Regions from separate parts of the Pan troglodytes genome. Here region 2 is linked to region 1. Evidence: chromatin contacts called from public capture Hi-C data. All regions are on one chromosome and are shown on one strand. Each heading gives the region's core, a stretch centred on a gene start, on an enhancer-like site or on the middle of the called end of the contact. The rest is flanking DNA. Distances are from core to core; before and after follow the strand shown. Region 1 has its middle 50 kb from the start of PTGIS. Region 2 overlaps SLC9A8 (solute carrier family 9 member A8).

Evidence for each region. Capture Hi-C pulls out chosen DNA fragments and counts their contacts.
Region 2: a contact with region 1 is called in a capture Hi-C map of stem cell-derived neural stem cells, with 4 times the contacts expected there. The contact joins two enhancer-like sites. A contact is called at or near these places in 3 of 7 Hi-C or Micro-C datasets (induced pluripotent stem cells and stem cell-derived neural progenitor cells) and 1 of 1 other capture datasets (stem cell-derived neural stem cells).

The regions. Positions count from the first base shown.
Region 1 is chr21:55,890,541-55,895,553 of NHGRI_mPanTro3-v2.0_pri, forward strand. No RefSeq gene overlaps it. Among named protein-coding and RNA genes, the nearest start is that of PTGIS, 50 kb to the left of the region's middle. Within about 2 kb of position 2,026, at least 14 of the 24 cell types and tissues checked have an H3K27ac peak or open chromatin away from gene starts, as enhancers often do. A contact at or near this core is called in stem cell-derived neural stem cells, where this site is marked.
Region 2 is chr21:56,172,224-56,177,143 of NHGRI_mPanTro3-v2.0_pri, forward strand. SLC9A8 (solute carrier family 9 member A8) reads left to right here. Exons shown (of 16, transcript XM_514716.8): 15 at 1,523-1,669; 16 at 2,600-4,920. The coding sequence ends at 2,707. Among named protein-coding and RNA genes, the nearest start is that of SPATA2, 28 kb to the right of the region's middle. Within about 2 kb of position 3,543, at least 11 of the 24 cell types and tissues checked have an H3K27ac peak or open chromatin away from gene starts, as enhancers often do. A contact at or near this core is called in stem cell-derived neural stem cells, where this site is marked.

The DNA of each region.
Region 1 (5,013 bases), core at 776-3,275:
TGTGCAAAGAAAGATGACTGAGACATGATCCCTACCCTTCAGGGGTTTAGCGAGTGGAGAGGGGAGGAGGAAGGCTGGGAACAGTGACTAAAGTAAGACACTTGTCCCTATGCAGCACCTACTGCTTACCCCAGAGCAGTCAGAACCACTGCCCTGGCACCTGTTCATCTGCATTTGTTTACTAAGCACCTACTGTGTGCCTGAGCCCAGGCTCAGCTGTGGATTTACATGGATTAAGGGGTTTAATGCTGTCAGAACACAAGGTGGGTGTTCTTTTTATTCCTGTTGGGAAGGTGAGGCCCAGAGAGGTCATCTAGCCCATCCAAGCTTGCACAGCTTGTAGGTGGTGGAAGTGGAACCAGAACCCCCAAAGTTCTAATGTGAGGCTGGGATTTGTGCTCTTAAACCGCTATGCGGCTATTGGCAGATCCATCCATCCACCCATCCATCCACCTACCCATCCATCTATCCAACCATCCATCCATCTATCCATCCATCCCCATCCGTCCATCCACCCACCCATGCATTCATTCAACAAATATTCATTGAGCACCTACTGAGTGCCAGACACAGTGCTGAGTGCTGGAGAGATGCCAGTGACCAGAAAGACACAGCCCGTCCCTGCCCCCAGCAGCTGTTCACAAAGAGAGGATGGGCAATAAGCAAGACAAATAAGTAAAATATATGGCACTTGGTGATTCTTGCTGTATATAAAAATAGAGTAAAAGCTGTGCACGGTGGCTCACACCTGTAATCCCAGCACTTTGGGAGGCTGAGGCGGGAGGATCACCTGATCCCAGGAGTTTGGAACCAGCCTGGGCAACATAGCATAGTACAGACCCTGTCTCTACTAAAAACAAAACACAAAAAATTAGCTGGGCATAGTGGCTCATGCCTGTAGTCCCACCTACTTGGGAGACTGAGGTGGGAGGATTGCCTGAGCCTAGGAGATTGAGGCTGCAGTGAGCCGTGATTGTGTCACTGAACTCCAGTCCAGGTGACACAGTGAGACCCTGTCTCAAAAAGGCTGGGTGTGGTGGCTCACGCCTGTAATCCCAGCACTTTGGGAGGCCGAGGCTGGTGAATCACTTGAGGTCAGGAGTTTGAGACCAGCCTGGCCAGCATGGTGAAACCCTGCCTTTACCAAAAATACAAAAATTAGCTGGGCGTGGTGGCGTGCCTCTCAGGTACTCGGGAGGTTGAGGCACGAGAATCGCTTGAACCTGGGAGGTGGAGGTTGCAGTGAGCCAAGATCGCACCACTGCACTCCAGCCTGGGTGACAGAGCGAGACCCTGTCTTAAAAAAAAAAAAAAAAGGCAGCACAGAAGAGTGAGAGGGTGGGGCTCGAGTGCGTTTCAATTTTAAATGAGGCCTTGAGGGCCATTGAGGGACCTTGGCTCTCATTGTGAGTGAGCTGGGAGCCATGGAGGGTTCTGAGCAGGGGAGGAGACTGGCCTGACTTAGGCCCTTGCAGAATCACTCCACCAGGAGTGTTAGGACCCAGGGTGGAGGCTGCGAGCTCGGGGAGGAGGTGACCGCACACAGGATGGCGGCTGGGCTTGGCGGGGCAGTGGAGTGGGGAGACAGAGTCTGGATGTATCCTGAAGGTGGAACAGACAGGATTAGCTGGTGGATGGGACATGTCGGTGGCAGACAGAGAGGAGTCGGGGATGAATGACTCCCTGAGCCTCTGGGGAGGGTGGAGCTGGCTGCCCTTAAGGCTAAGAAGGCTGTGGGCAGAGCAGGTTTCTGCGGGAGATGAGGAGTGGGTTGCGGATGCATTCACCCTGAGTTGCCTGGCAGTGTGGACGTGGAGTTTGGGTTTACCCTCGTGTTGACTGGTACACGCTGGCGGTGCGGTTATCACGCTGCTGCTGGTGTCACCACGCGGGCGCTGCAGGGACGGACCTTTCCCAACGCCAGGCTCTTCGGGGACTGCTGCAATGCCCCGTGCAGTCGCCAGGGAGCGCCCGAGCCGCACCCAGGACGGGCGGGGACCGGGTCATTCCGCGGGCTACCTGTGCGGGGCAGGACGTTTAGCCGCACCCTTGGCCTCCGCCTACTCGGAGTCTGTTGCATTCCTCCTTCCCCCCGCGCGCCGTGTGACAGCCAAAACTGTCCCCAGACATTGCCAGGCGCCCCCTGGAGGGGAAAATCGCCCCCACGGCAGTCAGAGCCATGGCCTGCGCAGCCACATTCATTTACTGAGCGCCTGCTGTGTGCCTGCGTCTGGGCTCCGCAGGGGCTCACGGGGGTTTCTCCTTTTCATCCAGGTTTCTGTTCAGATGTCACCACTCAGAAAGACCCTGTCCTAGATACGCTCCATTCAATGACCTGAAAGGATCTTGTTGAAATGTTAACTTATTACATTTTTGGGTTTTTGTTGTTGTTGTTGTTGTTGTTTTTGCTTTTGCTTTGAGACAAGGTCTTGCTCTGTCACCCAAGCTGGAGTGCAGTGGCACAATCTAGGCTCACTGCAACCTCAACCTCCTGGGTTCAAGTGATCCTTCCACCTCAGCCTCCAAGTAGCTGGGACCACAGGTGTGCGCTAATTTTTTTTTTTTTTTTTTTTTTTTTTTTTTTTTTTTTTTTTTTTAGTAGAGACAGGGTCTCACTATGTTGCCCAGGCTAGTCTCAAACTTCTGGGTTCAAGTGATCCTTCCGCCTCTGCCTCCCAACGTGCTGGGATTATGCCACTCTGCCTAGCCTTCCTTATTGTCTGTCTCCCCTACCCAGCAGACAAACCCCTGCCTTCTTAGAGCACACCTTCCAGTGAGCCAGATGGTCACCTCTTTGAAGTGGTGGCATTTGAGTTGTGCCTTGAAGGATAGAAGCTGCCGATCATGGCGGAATTTGAAGAAAGGTCTTTCCTGGCAGAGGGAAAAGTCAGGGCGAAGGCCTAGGGGCTGCTCAAGTCCCTGCCTTAAGGCATTTAGAGCGTCCTGCCCAGTGGGTGATGGGTCCCCAGGCTACACACAGCTGCTGGCCGAGCGCCTCAAGTCATCGGGAAGCCATGTGGTGTGGACAAGGGCCAGGCAGCCTGGACACACAAAGGCCCATTGACAGCTGCATGGGAAAAGTCCAGGGCACCCAAGCCGGAAGCCCAAAGCTGCTCCCTCTTGTCAACTCCCAAGGAGCTTTGGGTGGGGACAATAGAAAAGCCAGACCTTCTCAGGAGACTCAAGTTTCCCTGGGGTGGGGCAAAAATGCAGGTGGCCTGGTCACTGGGACACGCAGGGCAGCTGTGTGAGGCTTTTGCAGTCCCCCAGCCCTGGTTCTAAGTCTAGCCCTGCCCCCTGCTAGCAGAGTGACCTTGGTCGTGTCATGCTCCCTCTCAGACCCTAAGTTCCCTCATCTCTAACACAGGGTGAAAGCTGGGTGCAGTGGCTCACACCTGTAATCCCAGCATTTTGGGAGGCCAAAGTGGGTAGATCGTTTGAGTCCAGGAGTTTGAGACCAGCTGAGCAACATGGTGAAACCTCGTCTCTACAAAAAATGCAAAAATTAGCTGGGCATGGTGGCACACGCCTGTAGTCCCAGCTACTCGGGAGGCTGAGGTGGGACAATCACTTGAGCTAGCAAGGTTGAGACTGCAGTGAGCCAAGATCGCGCAACTGCACTCCAGCCTGGGCAACAGAGCAACACTCAGTCTAAATAAATAAATAAATAAAATGGGGTGAAAAATAGAAGCAACCTTCCAGCAATGGTGTGAGACTGCCTGGGTAGAGTAGTGGGAACCAGGCCTGATTCAGCAGGTGTTTAAGGGCAGGTGGTCAGCTTCAGCAGTCAGCTATAGTGGCTGGCTGGAGTGGCCATCTGTGGCGGTCAGTAGTGGTGGTCGGTCATAGTAGTCAACTTTTGTGGTCGGCTATCATGACACTAAGCATGAGGACTGTCAGGTGAGCAGGGCTGGGGTGTTTGGTCAGACAGACCTGGGTTCCACAGGTCTCCTGCTTTCCAGTGTGGGGCAGATATGATCTCCTTTTTCCAAGCCTCTGTTCCTCCATCTGTAAGATGGGGATAATGAGAGCCCTATACAGGGCAATGACTGTGAAGCACCCAGCACAGAGGGCCCAGCACTGGGATTATAGAATGTTCCAGGGCTTTGGAGGGCAGCCTCAGAAGAGCAGGCCAAGGAAAGCGCAGGCCTCCCGACTGAAGGAGGTCTGCAGAGCCAGCAGGTGAGGAGTGGCTATAAACGAACAGGAGCTGGGCCTCCCTCCGCGGGCAGGGGGGACGCGTGAGGGCATGTTCCCAGCCTGATAGCAGGAAGCATTTCTGGAAAGGCCCAGCTGAATAGTGAAGATAGCAGAGCAGGAATGTGAAGAACGCAGACCTGGGATCAGCTTGCTGGGCTCAAGTCCCCTGTACTAGCTTTGTGTCCTTGGGCAAGTTACTTAACCTCTCTGTGCCTTGGTTTCCTCATCTGTGAAACAGGGATAAGATCAACCTAACTAGGCTATGGGGTTGATGTGAGGTCCTGATGAGAGACTATTTCTACAAAGAATGACAGATAGGCTGAGGGCCTTAAACGACGACGCAGGCCAGGCATGGTGGTGTGTGCCTATAGTCCCAGCTACTAAGGAGGCTGAGGTAGGAGGATCGCTTGAGCCTGTGAGGTTGAGGCTACAGTGAGCCGAGATTGCACCACTGCACTCCAGCCTGGGTGACAGAGCCAGACCCTGTCTCAAAATAAATAAATGATGTTGGACTGAGAAAGCATCAACACTCACCCAGGCTCTGGGGGGAAGGTGGATGTGAGCAAGGCCAGGAAGAGCCAGGAGGAATAGGAGGCAACCCCTGTATGTTTGTGTAAGCGCAGCCAGGTGCCAGGGTCGGGGGCGGCAGGAGCAGAAACCCTGAGAATGTAAAACAACTCAGCAGCGGCCGGGCACGGTGGCTCACGCCTGTAATCCCAGCACTTTGGGGGGCCGAGACGGGCAGATCACGAGGTCAGAAGATCGAGACCATCCTGGCTAACACGGTGAAACCCCGTGTCTACTAAAGATACA
Region 2 (4,920 bases), core at 2,293-4,792, 280 kb after region 1:
GGGTATCAGAATCGGTGGGGGGCTTGCTACACACAGGCTGCTGGGTCTCACACCAGCATCTCATAGGTATGGTATGGGGTCCGAAAGAATTTGTGTTTCTTCTTATTTATTTTTGAGACAGGGTCTCACTCTATTGCACAGGCTGAAGTGCAGTGGCGTGATCGTGGCCCACTGCAGCCCAGACCTCTTGGGCTCAAGCGATCCTCCCACCTCAGCCTCTGGAGTAGTTGGGACTCCAGACAGGCGTGACCCCACCCAGTTAATTTTTTCTTATTTTTAGTAGAGATGGGGTCTCACCATGTGGTCCAGGCTAAGAATTTGCGTTTCTAACAAGTTGCCAGGTGGTGCTGCTGCAGCTGATCCTGTGAACACGCTTGGCGAAGCACAGCACTAGCAGAAACAGGACAGCTCCTCTGAGGATGAACCGCTGAGTTTCTGGAATGTTTTCTGTGGCAGTCAGTGTGCTTGCGTTTTCCTTGGATGATCTCAGATTGTCCCCATAGCCTGCCAGAAGCTGGCGCTTTCATTATACCCACTTTGCAGATGAGAGTGCTGAGGCACCAAGAGAATCAGACAGCTGTGGGCACAGACTCCCGAGCCTGCCCTCTTTACTACCACGCTGATCAGCAGTCCTCAAAATGGGCTCCCCAGACTAGCAGCATCACTGGAAACCTGTTAGATCTGCAGATTCCCAAGCCCATTCAGACCTACTGAATTAGCACCTCTGCAGGTGGCTGCGGTGGGCTCAGTATTTTGTGGTTTCACAGGCCCCCCAGGTAGATTCTAATACAGACCAGTGTTTGACAACCACTGCTTCACGGCATCTAAATGCCCTCCCCTCCCCGGCCATCCTCTGCCCTCCCTGCACCTGCCCCGTCCCCCTCCCCACCACCTGCAGTGAAGCTGCAGAGCACACTTCACTGTGGCCCCACTGAGACTCCTCCAGAAGAGCAGGCACTGCACTCAGAGCCTGTCTGCTTTGCTCCTACCTATGACCCAAGTCCTGCCTCTTTACCTCCGTCTCTCCCCTCTACATGGGGTCCTTTTCTTCGTCCCTCCCCAATTCCTACAGGATGTGTCCCTCTCCCCTCTCCTCTCTTGACTTGATTGGCAAAAGCCTGTCCACGGTGGAGTCCTAGCTAATAGAGCCACAGGCAAAGAGACAAAAAGCCTCCCTGTGCGATTTGCTGCTAATGAAAAGCCCAGAACAGCAGTTCCAGTCCTGGTTGCATGATAGAATCACCCAAAAGCTTGAAAAGCTTAAAGACCAAGCCCCAGCCTGGCCCAGTCCTTCTGTTTCAGCTGTCCTAGGTGGGGTCCTGGGCATCCATTGTGCCCTGATGGACGTTCCTGCCTCCCTGCAGGCTCCCAGGAGGCCGTCTGCTGCCCATCACCCTGCATTGATGGTCAAGTGAAGTTAGGGTTGGGGACACTGGCGGCCTAGGTGGTGTGGGGGCTTCCAGGAGGTGCCCCCCGATGGTGCCAGCTGGTGGCCGTCGGGCCGCCTTTCCTCCCTGCTCAGGGCAACACTGTGGAGTCGGAGCACCTGTCGGAGCTCACGGAGGAGGAGTACGAGGCCCACTACATCAGGCGGCAGGACCTTAAGGGCTTCGTGTGGCTGGATGCCAAGTACCTGAACCCCTTCTTCACTCGGAGGCTGACGCAGGAGGTGGGATACCGGCCAGGCCACACTTTCTGGGGGTCCCTTGCCTGCCTCCTTCAGGACCTGCGGTGGCCCAGGGTGGGGTGGAGGAAGAGTGGGGAGGCAGGAAAGCTCACGTGGGCCCGCCAGGCCGCCGCCTCCCGATCTGGAGGCTGGACGTGCTTGTGGAACTCAGCATCTGCTGTTTTTCCTTCGCTGCCACATTTAGTGCGAGGTTAATAATAGATTTGTTAACACAGTTTGGTTTTCCTGGATGATAGACTCGGGGTATTGATCAGCTACTGAATCGGAGCTGAGGAATTTCAGACATACCAGGGCCTCAAGCTGTGGCCCAAGTCTGCCCCCAGCTCAGGGCTCTGGTTCTGTCCCTCGGGGCACTGCTGGCCTCTCTTTAGTTGGAGGCCTTGGGTAGGGGTGGGGCTCTTCCCGCTGCTGCCCGCTTTGTTTCTGAGCAGGCCCATTTTCCACTCTCCGGCAGGCCTGAGAGCTGCCGGTGTGTGCTCTCTTCCAGGAGCCAGGCAGCTCCAGTGACTGTGACCACGACCGCTTCCTTCTCCAGCATCCTGTGCAGTGGATGCAGCTGTGTCCCTGACAGCTGAGGAGATGGAGGCCCAAGGGGGTGCAGTAACCCCGCAAGGTCACAGCCAATATGGGCATAACTGGGAGCAGAGCTAAGTGTGTCTGACTCCAGAGACCACATGTTCAGCCTCAAGCCATGCTCCCTCCTCCTTTCTGAATGACACCTCCTGTGACCTCCACCCCCACGAAGAACAATCCCAGCTCAGTTTGTTCAATTGAAACTGAAGTTGCCTGTGGCCATCACCCTGCCTCCCACCTCCTCCCTAGACACCCCACACAAAACACCCAGCAGCCTCCCCTCCCTTCCATGGCCCTGCCCCTGACGCCCTGACGGCTTGGTTGTGTCTCTCGACCCAGGACCTGCACCACGGGCGCATCCAGATGAAAACTCTCACCAACAAGTGGTACGAGGAGGTACGCCAGGGCCCCTCCGGCTCCGAGGACGACGAGCAGGAGCTGCTCTGACGCCAGGTGCCAAGGCTTCAGGCAGGCAGGCCCAGGATGGGCGTTTGCTGCGCACAGACACTCAGCAAGGGCCTCACAGAGATGCGTGCATCCAGCAGCCCCTTCAAGACATAAGAGGGCGGGGCGAGGTACTGGCTGCAGAGTCGCCTTAGTCCAGAACCTGACAGGCCTCTGGAGCCAGGCAACTTCTTGGGAAACTGTCATCTCCCGACTCCTCCCTGAGCCAGCCTCCGCTCAGTGTGGCTCCTCAGCCCACAGAGGGGAGGGAGCATGGGGCCAGGTGCCAGTCATCTGTGAAGCTGGGGCACCTACCCCCCCACCCGGAGGACCCCTGCGGCCCCCTGCCTAGAGGAGCACCATCTACAGTTGTGCCATTCCCCAGCCACTGCCTTCATGCTGCCCCCGCCGGACTGGCAGAGCCAGGGGTCAGCCACCTGCCTTTGAGTCATCAAGATGCCTCTGCAGCCACAATTCTGACCTAAGTGGCAGGGCCCAGAAATCCTGAAAACCTCCCGCTGCCTTTTGTGATACTTCCTGTGCTCCCTCAGAGAGAAACGGAGTGACCTTTTGTCCTTTACCTGATTGGCACTTCGCAGTCTGTCTCCCTGGGTAGCAGACGGCGGCTGCCCTTCTCTGGGCATGTTCTGAATGTTTACACTGGTACCTTCTGGTATCTTCTTTAGAGCCCCCTGCAAGCTGCAACTCTAGGCTTTTATCTTGCGGGGTCAGAGCGCCCTCTAGAGGGAAAAGCTAGAGGCACAGGGTTTCTGCCGGCCCACAACTGCTGTCTTGATTTGCATTTTACAGCAAAGTGCTGAGAGTCTCCAGTCGCCTCCTGCCATCTGATCTCCCTCCCCACCATTCCCGTACTCGGTTGTTCTTTTGTCTAATCGGAGGCCACTGTGCTGAGGCCCTGCAGTGTCGGCTCACTGCTGCCATCTTCGCTGCTAATCAGGGTTCCATCCTCTTTCCCCTCTCCCAGTTCCCTACCACGTTGGATCCCATTCGTCACCCATGCTAGGGTCCCCAAAGCACTGGGGCAGGGGCCAGAGCAGCAGCACCCAGTTCTCCCTCCTCTACTCTGACCTGGGGCCCCAGCATCCTGGAGCACACGCTCCACGCACACACACCCCAGCCCTGTCCCAGGGGCCTGGCCCCCTCAGCCATCTCAGGGTGAGGAGCTGCCAGTCATGTCCAGATGGAATGACTCCCATCCTCTCCTCATCTCCCCTTTGACGAGCCTCAAACTGCTCAGCTCATCAAAGAGCCATTGCCAACTTCCGTATGTGGTTCTGGGTCCCAGGGAGCCTTGGAACCTGGCACCCTGGGGTGGTTTAATTCATCATTAAGAAGCATTCCTGCTTCTCAAGGGACACAGTGGCCTGCATGGGCCAGCGTGGACCCTGGGCTGATCATGTGCATTCCTGCTTCTCTGGGGACACAGTGGGCCCACATGGGCCAGCATGGACCCTGGGCTAGAGCAAACACATCTCCATCTCTTCCACCTCAGGCAGTGTGGCTCCAGATGTCAGGAGGGACTGACCTCAGGACCTTCCAGGTTCCTCTGTGCCAGGAATGAGAGGCCAGGCCCGATCCTACCACCTCGCCTTGACCCTGAAGTCAGAGCAGGCCAGCCGAGCAGGAAGCACACTGTTTACTTTTTGCATGAAAAGTAAATGTGTACTTGATAGAGCTAAAATATGATTTTTTTTAATTCCTCAACCCCATAATTTGAGCCATTGCCTTGCTTAATTTTGGTCTCCACCATTTCCTTTTAGTGGAGAAGAGAGGAAGTCAGAGGGTGGGGACCTTTGCCTGCCCCTGGGCGAGTGGGGGCAGGGATCTGAGACCAGATTGTTCTCGCGCCCCTGCCAGAACTCACTCTCCCCTGAAGTTTAGGGTCCCATCTCCCAGATATAAGTTGTTTTGCAAACTCAGTTTGCCAGGATTTCTTTCTTTCCTAATCTTAAATTCACAGATAAAGCAATGAAAAGAGTCAGATCCCATTTCCGTCTGCCCCCTCGTCACCAGGTGTGATAGCCCTTAGCCACGTCACACCTGGCCTCACACTTTCAGCTGAGACTTGAAAACGATGCTGTGGCGGAAGAGCATGTGGGGCTTGGTGGAGGGGCCCCAGGATTTGTTGGGGGCAAAGGGGGTGGCGGGACCGTTCCCAGGAGGTACCAGCACCTGCCTCGATCTCCTCTGAGCCT